2 separate regions of the Mustela erminea genome follow, and region 2 is linked to region 1. A link is a contact called in public Hi-C data. All regions are on one chromosome and are shown on one strand. The core of a region is the stretch at or near the end of the contact, and the rest is flanking DNA. Distances in the headings are between cores, read along the strand shown. Region 1 holds the start of HEY1 (hairy/enhancer-of-split related with YRPW motif protein 1). Region 2 holds the start of MRPS28 (28S ribosomal protein S28, mitochondrial).

Region 1 (4,938 bases), core at 1,336-3,835:
GGGTGCGCGACGTGCGGGTGATGTCCGAAGGCGCTCCCCCAGGGAATGTGTCCAAGGCCTGCGTGGGCGCCGCTGGCCGCTTCCCGCTGGGAGGCGTAGTTGTTAAGATGTGAGACCAGTCGAACTCGAAGCGGGTCAGAGGCATCTAGTCCTTCAATGATGCTCAGATAACGGGCAACTTCTGCCAGACACTCCCGAAACCCCAAACTCCTATAGTCCATTGCAAGGGCGTGTGCGTCAAAATAGCCTGAGGGAAAGAACAAAAGAAAAACCTCAAGGCTTTGCTCATTTCTCTGCAGGCCTTCAGTACCAAAGACAGCCCTTCCTAGCAAATAAATACGTACAGCCTTAAAAACGGCATGCACGGGTTCTTATGAAGGTCCAAATATTCGGGAGTCAACCAAAGTCTTCGCATTAATCAACAGGAGAAGTACGTCTTTGCTAATGCAAGTTCAAAGCCCAATTAGAAGCTGCTGAGCAGAAAGTGGAATTATACCCTACCAGCAGATGAAACTATGTTCATTCCTTTAATGTTTTCCCCCAACAACAACAAAAAATACATCAAGGACAGAGAAACCACAGAACAGTGAAATTCATTAGACACACAGATGTAAGTTATCATCATGGAGCTTTTAGGCACTTGGTCCTGAGTAAAGCATTTTCCGGCTGGAGACAGACACACAGACCCTGGTCTCCTATCTTCTGTTAGGTTTTCTCTAATTAACCACAACAGGTTTCTTTCCTCAAGAGTCATGTAGGAGCTTACTTTTTAACGCTGTCGATAAAATAAAGACCATAATACTTTAAAAAAAAAAAAAAAGTCTTTTTCTCAAAATGTCAATAAACAAATGTGGTGAAATCTACCTGATCTTAATCAGGACTGTTACAACTTTAGGGCACCTCTCACATAAAAGGTATTCTCCAAAAGAAGGCACATTAGCTCACTCCGGAAGAGGACTAGAGTGAGGAATTCACTGGAGAATATGTGCATTTGCAAATGCCTTGACCGGCGACTGTACACGCCACACCATTCTCTCCCTACCCCCAAGCCACGCAGCAAAAAAATAAGGCAGCGACTGCACCAAAGCTGGCCTGCAGCGGCTGCTCTTTCCATCCAGAACACTCAGGGCCGCCACTAGACTTGCCACTACAGTGACATGTACCTTTCCCTCCTGCAGTGTGCAGCATTTTCAGGTGATCCACGGTCATCTGGAGGATTTCGGCTTTTTCTAGCTTAGCAGATCCCTAAAGAAGAATATGGCCAAAAAAGAAAAAAAAAAAATTAGTTGGCACCAAGTGCCTTTGGGGGAAAAAATTAAAATAGACACGCATGTATATGCTCTCTAAATCATAAAAGTACAAACTAAAGCAAAATGGGTTGTCTTCGCAAAATATGTTGGAATCCGTATGTGATTCATCTCTAGCACAAGCAATATGGTTATTTTTCGAGACACAGATGAGGTTCAGATTAATGAGGGTAAGGATTCCAAAGGTGTGGACAGCTACGGTGAGAGCTCTACGCACTTTTCTCCATTACCTGCTTCTCAAAGGCACTGGGTACCAGCCGCCTTAGCTCAGACAAACTGTTATTAATCCGGTCCCGTCGGCGCTTCTCGATGATCTGTAGAAAGCAGGCAAAACAAAGGGGGATATTTCCATCAAGACTGTAAATTTCAAAATGAAGCAAGGTAGTTCTTTCCATTAATTAATAACAAAACAAAACAAGAAGCACTGTAAAGAGACTCACGCCTCTTCGTCTTTTCCTGGCCAAGATCTGTGAAGATGTAGTTGGGGACATGGAACCTAGAGCCGAACTCAAGTTTCTGAATGAAGGGAGGGAAAAAAAAACAAGAATCGCTGTTAAGCGAGGGGAGGTGATATGAGGGGTCTCCCCCACGCCCTCCCCGCACTCAAGGCTGTTTTGGCAACTTGGGTTTGGAAGCGCTTCGGGGGTCCTTCACCCCGGACGGCGGCCGGACCAAGATGCGCAGAGGTCAGCGGAGGGCACCGACGTGCCCCGGCCCTCGCCCGCTGTCACCGCGGCCAGCCGACGCTCGCCTCCTTCCGCGCGGCCGCGGCCAACTCACCCATTCTCATCCGCACTCTCCTTTTCCACTTCGATGGTCTCGTCCAGCTCGCTATCCGAGGAGCTGTACTCGGGGTGGGCTCGCTTCATGCTGGCTGCGTGGGGGCTGCGGGGGAGGTTGGCGCGGCGGGCAGGGAGGAGTTAACAGCAGCGGCGCCTCTCCGCGCTCGGGGGCTCGCGTTCTGCACACACTGATCCCGCTCACGCTCAGCCTCCGGTTAAAATTCAACCATCCCTTTCCCACGCTGCGCCCCTACTCAGGTCCCGGGGGAGGGCAGGAGGGGTGGAGGAGGCGGGCGAGGGGGCGGAGGGGCGGGGCGGCGGCTCCAGGGCAACAGCCTCCCCTCCGCCAACCGGCTTCTCGCTCCGTTGATTGGCAGCCGCTCCGGGGAGGGACCAGAACGAGGCTCAGGGCGAGGGCGAACCCCGCCCCCGCCCTCCACGCCGGCCCCTGCCCGGCGGCGGTGCGTCGGCTCCGCGGGGGCTCCGCTGGGTCTCTGCTGCGGGCGGGGGCAGAGGAGGCGCGGGCGGCTGTGGGCCGGCGGCGGGCAGGCGGGGGAGGCCGGGCCGGGACACAAGCCCGCCGGCGGCCGCGGCCCCGCCCCGCCCCGCGCGCCCCGATTGGCCTGGACGCACGCCAGGGCCGCGCCTGCAGCGCCGCCGGTGAGCCGCACGCGCCGCGGGCCGTGGGAAAGTGCCGGCGCCACGGCCGCCAGCCAATCCGGGCGGCCGGCGGCGGCGACGGCGGCCGCGCTGGCGGCGGCGGCGGCGGCGCTGGGCGTCCGCATGAATGGAGAAGAATGGGCAGGCGGGGGAGCGGGGCCGCGCGAGGGCGCGCCGGCGGAGGCTGGGCGGCCGCGGGCCGGGCCCCCCGTGTGAACCTGTAATCGGAGCCCGGGCGCCGGGCGGCCCCGGAAACCGCCGCCCTGCGCCGCGGTAAATCTCGGCTGCGGGGCCACCCGTGCCCGGCGGCGGGAGGCGCGCGCCGCTGGCGGAGCCGGGCCCGATGCACCTGGCCGGGTGGCGCGCCGGCCGCTCCGTGGGGGCTGCAGGGCGCCGGCGGGGAGCAGAGCCCATGCACCGCCGCAGTGGCCACCAGCAAGACGTGGTTTCTGGGGATGTCGTTTTTCGTTTTGGGGGTGGACCGTGTCCCCACATGCAGCCAGCCTAGCTTCTGCAGGGCTTCCCATCCTCCAGAGTGGAATGAGTACCCTGTGCATCTAATTTCCGGCCAAGTGGAACGCTTGTTTTCTCGGCTGACTAGGTGGAAAAAAAAAAAAAAAAAAGACCCCTGGGGATATCCATTATGGTTTTTTGTTGTTTTTTGTTTTTTGTTTTTTGTTTTTTGTTTTTCTGTTGTTGTTTTTTGTTTCCAGGCTTTGGCGGCCAGATCTCTCAGCGGGCGACAGGGTGGCGGGGCTGGGCATTTGCGTCTGAGGCCGCCCTCTCTGCGGGAATGCACGTCTCTGACCCTTACACACACGCGCGCGTACACACACACACACACACAGACACCACATCTCCGGCTTGGGTTCTTGGCGTGTACGGGGATCTCTGCGAAGCTACCCAAGTCCTCCAGAAGATACTGGGGGAGAAAATTGTGTATCTCTGGCCTGATGCCCTATTTGAGGATTTGTGGAAGCAGCCGGATGGGTGTTTTGAATTTGGAAATCCAGGGTTCTCTATCCCTTACAAAGGAGCAGAGCAATTGGTATTCCCCTCAGGTCCGTTCTTTGGCTGCTGACCTTGCAGTCCTGTCACTGAAGGAGCACTTGATAGATACTGAGGATAAGAAACATTTTCTCACTTTTGCAAATATCTTCACCGTTTCTGTCGCTGTTCAGTTAGTGAGTCATGAGCCCAGTGCCATCTTAACACATTTGAGGCGCCACATCCTAATAGGTGTGTTGGATTTTAACCCCTCATCTCCACACACATATTATTCCACCTCCAGGCTCCCACTGAACTCTTGTTTCACTTCAACTTCACCTCCAGGCCCTCACTCCTTTTCCTGGTCTCCTCTGCTTCCCTCTCTAGGCTGGGTCCCTCCCTCAAGCCATGTTGGATTTTTTTTCTTGCCCTTGTGGCCTGATATCCCCCCACATGCCACCTGTCAGTTGTCCACCCAAGATCAACCGCATTTTCTGCTTACTCTGCCCAGACGCACAGGTAACAGCTCTTTGGGGGTTGACAGAGGTTCAGCCTCCCAAACTCCTTTCCAACCTCCACAGTCTTCAGTCAGTCCTATCGTTCACTGCCACCTGCCTCTTCCCTCACCCCCAGAACCTGATGGTCCAGGCATAGGAAACCCTCCACCACTCCCCTCTGCCGTCCAGAAGTCCCTCTCGCATTCAGTTTCTTCCCCCCACCCCAGAAATTAGTGTGACTCCTCCCTCTCTGTGATTCCGTGGTTCCCAGCCTCTGGAGTCTACAGAAAGTGAGACTTTCCTGCTTTGGCCCATTCATGCTGCCTTGCAGGGGCATAGGCGGGCTGCAGATAGATGGGCAAGAGGAAGGGACAACCTTGGGATTGAGGATTCCTGATTCCACACGACTACCTAGGCAAATTATTTCTCTCACATTCACTATTACTTTTTGTCAAAAATGAGGTTTACATTAAAGCATTACCTTTCTCTTGCTTCTCAATCCTGACTCTCATTTACTCATCCATCCAACTAATACTGAGGTCTTCTGTGTGCGGGGCCCTGTGCTAGCGCTTGAGAATGCAGTGGTGACCCAAGAGTGGTATGGCCACTGCCTTTCTAGAACTCACATCCTCCTCTGGGGAAAGGGTAGGATGGGGGAGCTAGACAATGAACAGGTGAAATCGCTGTAGATGTGCTAATGCTCGA
Region 2 (4,938 bases), core at 1,047-3,546, 240 kb after region 1:
CACTCTGAGATCATGATCTGAGCTGAGATCAAGAGTCGGACACTTAACTGACTGAGCCACTCAGGCACCCCATAACCAAATACATTTAACCTCCATCTAGTAAATAATGTTTTCTAAACTGTGTTAGGAAAAGAAAAAGTGCTCGGAGAGACTCTACTCAGCCTAAACTGGAATGAACAATTCTAACAGCTGTGCTGGACTTCCAAGAAACACTCCAGCCTCCTCTTGGAAAAACCAAAGGGAAAGGAAGGCAATGGAATCCAGATCATGCTCAAATACTTTAGTTGTTTCCTTCAGTAAACAAACATTTTTAACCATGTGAAACCCCCAAGTATGATCGCCATATGGCGTTTCAAACAGTCTACCTATGATGTTGTAATTTCACTCTTGCCACAATTAACTCAGCGGTTGAGAATTATTTTCTGGTAGTTTCTGAACGTGTCTGGAATGTGGTAATAAAGCATGCAGGAAGGGGTGTAAGTGAGAAATGTTGGAAGATGAGAAATAAGGAAATCCCTTACCTATAAATGTATTTTGGGGAAGGGAAATGTGAATTATATTTATACATTTCCTACTTTACCACACTTAATCTTCACATCCACCAAGGATGAATTTAAATCCATCCATTAGTCAGTTTCAGGTCAGTCACCAGCACCCTTTTAGAATTTTAAGATTTTCTCAGGTATGATAGACAAAAATGCACCCCCCTTCCCAATATGTGCATATCCTAATCCCTGGAATTTGTGATTATGTTACCTTCCATAACAAAGGAAAATTAAATTGCACATGGAATTAAGGTTGCTAATCGGTTAACTTTAAAACAGGGAGATTATTCTGCATTATCTGGGTGAGTTCAAAGTAATCACAACAGGGCTTGTAACTGGAAGAGAGGTCAGATTGATATGATGTGAGGACTCAATCTACTGTTGCTGGCTTTAAAAATGATAGAAGGAGGGCAGTTAGTCAAGGATTGCATCCATCCTCTACAAGCTGGAAAGGCAAAGAACAGATCCCACCCAGAACCTACAGAGAGGAACAAAACCTTCCAACACCTTGACTGTAGCCCACTGACACATCAATCGGACTTCTCACCTACAGCACTAAACATAATAAACCTGTGTTGTCTTAAGCCACTAAACTTGTGGTAACTTGTTATGGGAGCAAATAGAAAACTAATAAAACGGGCTTCTTCTAATCCTTGGATTTTAGGAAAGTTTTGCCATCAGTAACTATTAACAATTACTACTAAATTTTCTATAATCCAGGACACTGCCAGGCTCTGAACTGTTGGGTGCTGGTCTCCAAAGAAATGCGTATAGAAATTGAGAGCGTTTATTTTTATATAATTTAACATTGCCAGACATCCAATTTCATGTCTATTGAATCTAATAAAAAACTGTGACTCGTATTTATGCCGATCTCTTCCATTTCACTTATCCAGTAATTCTACCCTATTTTTACAAAGTATCGCCTGAAACATGTGGAATTTTTTTTTTTTTTTTGTCATTTACAGAAAAGGAAAGCAAAGCACTGACCGGTTAACTCATCTGCTCAAGTTCACAGAGACAGTAATTCTCTTTCAACTATTCACTGAATTAAGTATTTATAAAGAGCGCTGCACGCCAGACGCCAAGCTCCATGCTGGAACTTCCTGGGTCTAAAAAACTAGCCGGCAGAGACCCCGTCCTTCCCCGGTGTGAGTCCACTTCGTCTCTGAGACCCAGGAGTCGCCCCAGACCGCCTCACGGGCAGCGCTCCCTGCTGGTTTCCCGTCCAGCACTCACCCAGGAAGATGAGCGCAAAGGAGTGCGGACAGCGCAGGTCCAGCACGTACCTGCCGCACAGAAGTACCACAAATGGAGAAAAACACCAACCCCTAGCTCTCTTCGGACTAGCCCGCCGCAAGGCCAAGACACACCCCAGATCCTAGCTCCACCCCTTCCCCAGGCTCCGCCCCGACTCCCACGCCACCCACCACGCCCGGGCTCCCCTCAAACCCCAGCCGCAGCCGGGTCCCACGCGTCTCCGAGGAGCTCCCGCCACTCACGGTCTTCTCCCCGAGCTCCGCCTTCCGCCACAGCTTCGAATGCCGCTCCAGAGCGCTCGCGAAGCCGCCTTGGCGCATTTTAGGCTCTGTGGAATCGGAACTCTCACTCCCGGAGCTACTCTCGGTGCCTGCGCCTCGACACGGCCGAGAAAGGAGAAACACTCGCCGGAGCTGGCTCTCGGCAGTGACGGCACGGGTCCTACACAGCGCCGCCATGACGGTTCCGCAACCTCTGACCTTGGACCTCTCCGCAGGCGCGCAGGCCACGGGGCGGAGCAACGAATGGTCCACCCTCCTCCGGAGCGCGGGCGACGCGGGAGTGTAGTGCCGCTTGTGTAGGCAGCGGGCGTGCGGAGAAATGGTTCTACTAAAATCGGTGAATTATATCGGTGGTGCCTAGGGGTCCTCTACTGGCTGCGATCTGCTAGGTTTTTCACGGAAAGTGTTTTTGACTTGCAGGCATTTCGTTCCTCAGAGGATCGTTTGGCCCTTGTCCTCCTGCAAATTCTGGTATTACGGCTGGGACGTGCTAGCCCCACCTCATGGGCTTTTACCCCGGATGGCCGCAAGGCTTGTTTTTCGGGTCTCTGCTCAGACAGGAGGTTCTCCGTGATTACCTTATTTAGAACTGGAACCCCAAACACATTGTCGGATTCCCCGGGTTTCCTTTGCACCATTTAGCATTCTTAATATTGCTATAATTGCTTATTGCATAATTGCTATTAATTTACTTAACACCGTTTCTCTTTGCTTTCCCAAATTTGTAAACTCTTGGCTGTTGGATCCCTGACACCGGGCACACAGTGGGGTTCAGTGAACTTGTGTGAAATCCTGGGTCCAAGTTTGTCTTTTGCCGCCTCTTCTGAGATCCACTGACATTCAAAAATTAATCTTTCTAAGACGTTTTTGTCTCCTGTAGGTAGCTACAATTCCATTACATTTCGGAATGTGCCTAAACAGACGCCACCAGAGACTCCCACCCTCATTCATGATTTTCTCCCTTTTCCTCGTCAATGTTAATTCCCGGAATTTGCCCACCCTTTTCAAAACCAAGTGTTGATAAACTAAGCTGTCCATCTATCTTCTATCAGTTTTATATTAATCCAGTTATTTTAGGGGAGATGACAAGACCCTTTACAGTTCATTTGCAAGTATTTTGACAGAAGGAATTTTTATGTGACCACAGCCCTTTTTTAGTAGTATCGGACTACAGGGGCGCCTGGGTGGCTCAGTTGGTTGGGCGACTGTCTTCGGCTCAAGTCATGACCCTGGAGTCCCAGGATTGAGTCCCCCATCAGGCTCCCTTGCTTGGCAGGGAGTCTGCTTCTCCCTCTAACCCTCCCCCTTCTCATGCTCTCCACATTAACCTTGGAACGGTGTGTAATTGTATGCACCACGCAGTTTAGTACTACTAGCCAATTAGGGTAATCCTTACATAAGTTCACGAGGGTGCTTAAGAAAGATTCTACTTCAGGGTGTTCTCCTTCTTGGCACTTAAGCCATTTATTTTCTTTGACCATTAATGAAGTCTTACCCGAGACATTTTTGTTATCTGTGGCTATTGCTACTTATACTTCCCTTCAGGAAAAAGTGGTAAATTGTAAAGAGCATTGGCCAGTGACCTCATGAACCCCTTAGTTCTAGTTCTGACTGTAATCCTGACATATGGCACATCAATTTAAAGTTGATTTAGCTTCCTCACTTATAAAGCCAAGTCATTAGCTTAGAGAATTGATCCTAAAAACCAAAAAGAACAAAGCATGGTGAAATGGAGTGTTAAAGCAAAAAATCATACCCACTTACAAATATTCCAACAAAATTGGTGTTGTGTTTTTCACTATATGCTAGGAAAACCACCAAATTAAAAGAATCACACTACCAAACCACCTCACTCCATAATCAAAATTGTGTATGAGAGTTGGCAAGAAATTTAGTCACCAAGTAGCATTTATGTTAAATACGAAATCCCGGGCGGTGGTAGGTACTTGCTGCCCCTGCCCTCTGAAGTCTTATAAACTAAGAGTTGTCTCCACTCATTCTGATTTTAGTTCATTTTGATTTCAGAGTCTGAATAATATGGACATTAATTGTATAAGGTTTGCAGGTTTACTGAAAAGTGATAACTGCTTTATATTAAGTCTAACCCAACACAGTCTTTATAATTAATCCAATTACAATAGGTCGGTCCCAAATTAATCACCAAATGTTTCTTTGGTATGGGCAAGAAAATCTGATTTTTCATCTGGGTCTTAAAAGCTATAAAGAAACACATGTGGTGTTGACATGGGACCTTATGCAGCATCTCTACATACATAAACCAAATAGTCACTTAGAATAAACATGTAGCTTGTTCAGTTTTGATACACTAATTCCAGAGAGCTACTTACGGGTTTTTTCCCATATCTAAATTTCCAAGTGTCTGGAGAAAAGTTGTAATAATGGACTCACCTCTTTCCCTGACACATAATACATACAAAAAGAACCCATACCCAAATTACAGAATTTTTATTGTTTTCAAATACTATACAAAAAGAAAAAAAAATACAGTGTGCATTTCATGATAAACAAATCCAGAAACAGTGATTCCAAATTAAAGGTGTTTTCTCCTTCTCTATTTCAGTAGTTTGAGTTACTAAAAGAATAATGCAGTGAATTCTCTCTTCCATTAATTACTTTGGCCTCATAAACATGAGAACTCTTGCTTTATTTTCCACAAACTCCATGGGTTAATTTCAGGGATTTCCTTCTTTCACACTTCTTGTTCACTTGAACATCTGAGATTTCACTCTCAAGTTACTGTTTTCTTTCAGTGTCAAACACAAAACTCAATAGCGTGACCAGGACCTCTCTGGTATTTTTAATAATTACTGTGCTCCAAATTTCTTAAATAT

What was found. A called contact is a pair of places that touch in the nucleus more often than the background predicts.
Region 2: a Hi-C map of spleen shows a contact between it and region 1, with 5 times the contacts expected there. The contact joins the promoter of MRPS28 here to the promoter of HEY1 in region 1. A contact is called at or near these places in 3 of 3 Hi-C or Micro-C datasets (fibroblasts, skeletal muscle and spleen).

What each region holds. Positions count from the first base shown.
Region 1 is chr16:30,988,731-30,993,668 of mMusErm1.Pri, forward strand. It overlaps HEY1 (hairy/enhancer-of-split related with YRPW motif protein 1), which reads right to left and starts at 2,586. Exons shown (of 5, transcript XM_032316559.1): 1 at 2,088-2,586; 2 at 1,748-1,823; 3 at 1,538-1,621; 4 at 1,164-1,245; 5 at 1-247. The coding sequence starts at 2,176.
Region 2 is chr16:31,230,115-31,235,052 of mMusErm1.Pri, forward strand. It overlaps MRPS28 (28S ribosomal protein S28, mitochondrial), which reads right to left and starts at 2,297. Exons shown (of 5, transcript XM_032316902.1): 1 at 2,048-2,297. The coding sequence starts at 2,263.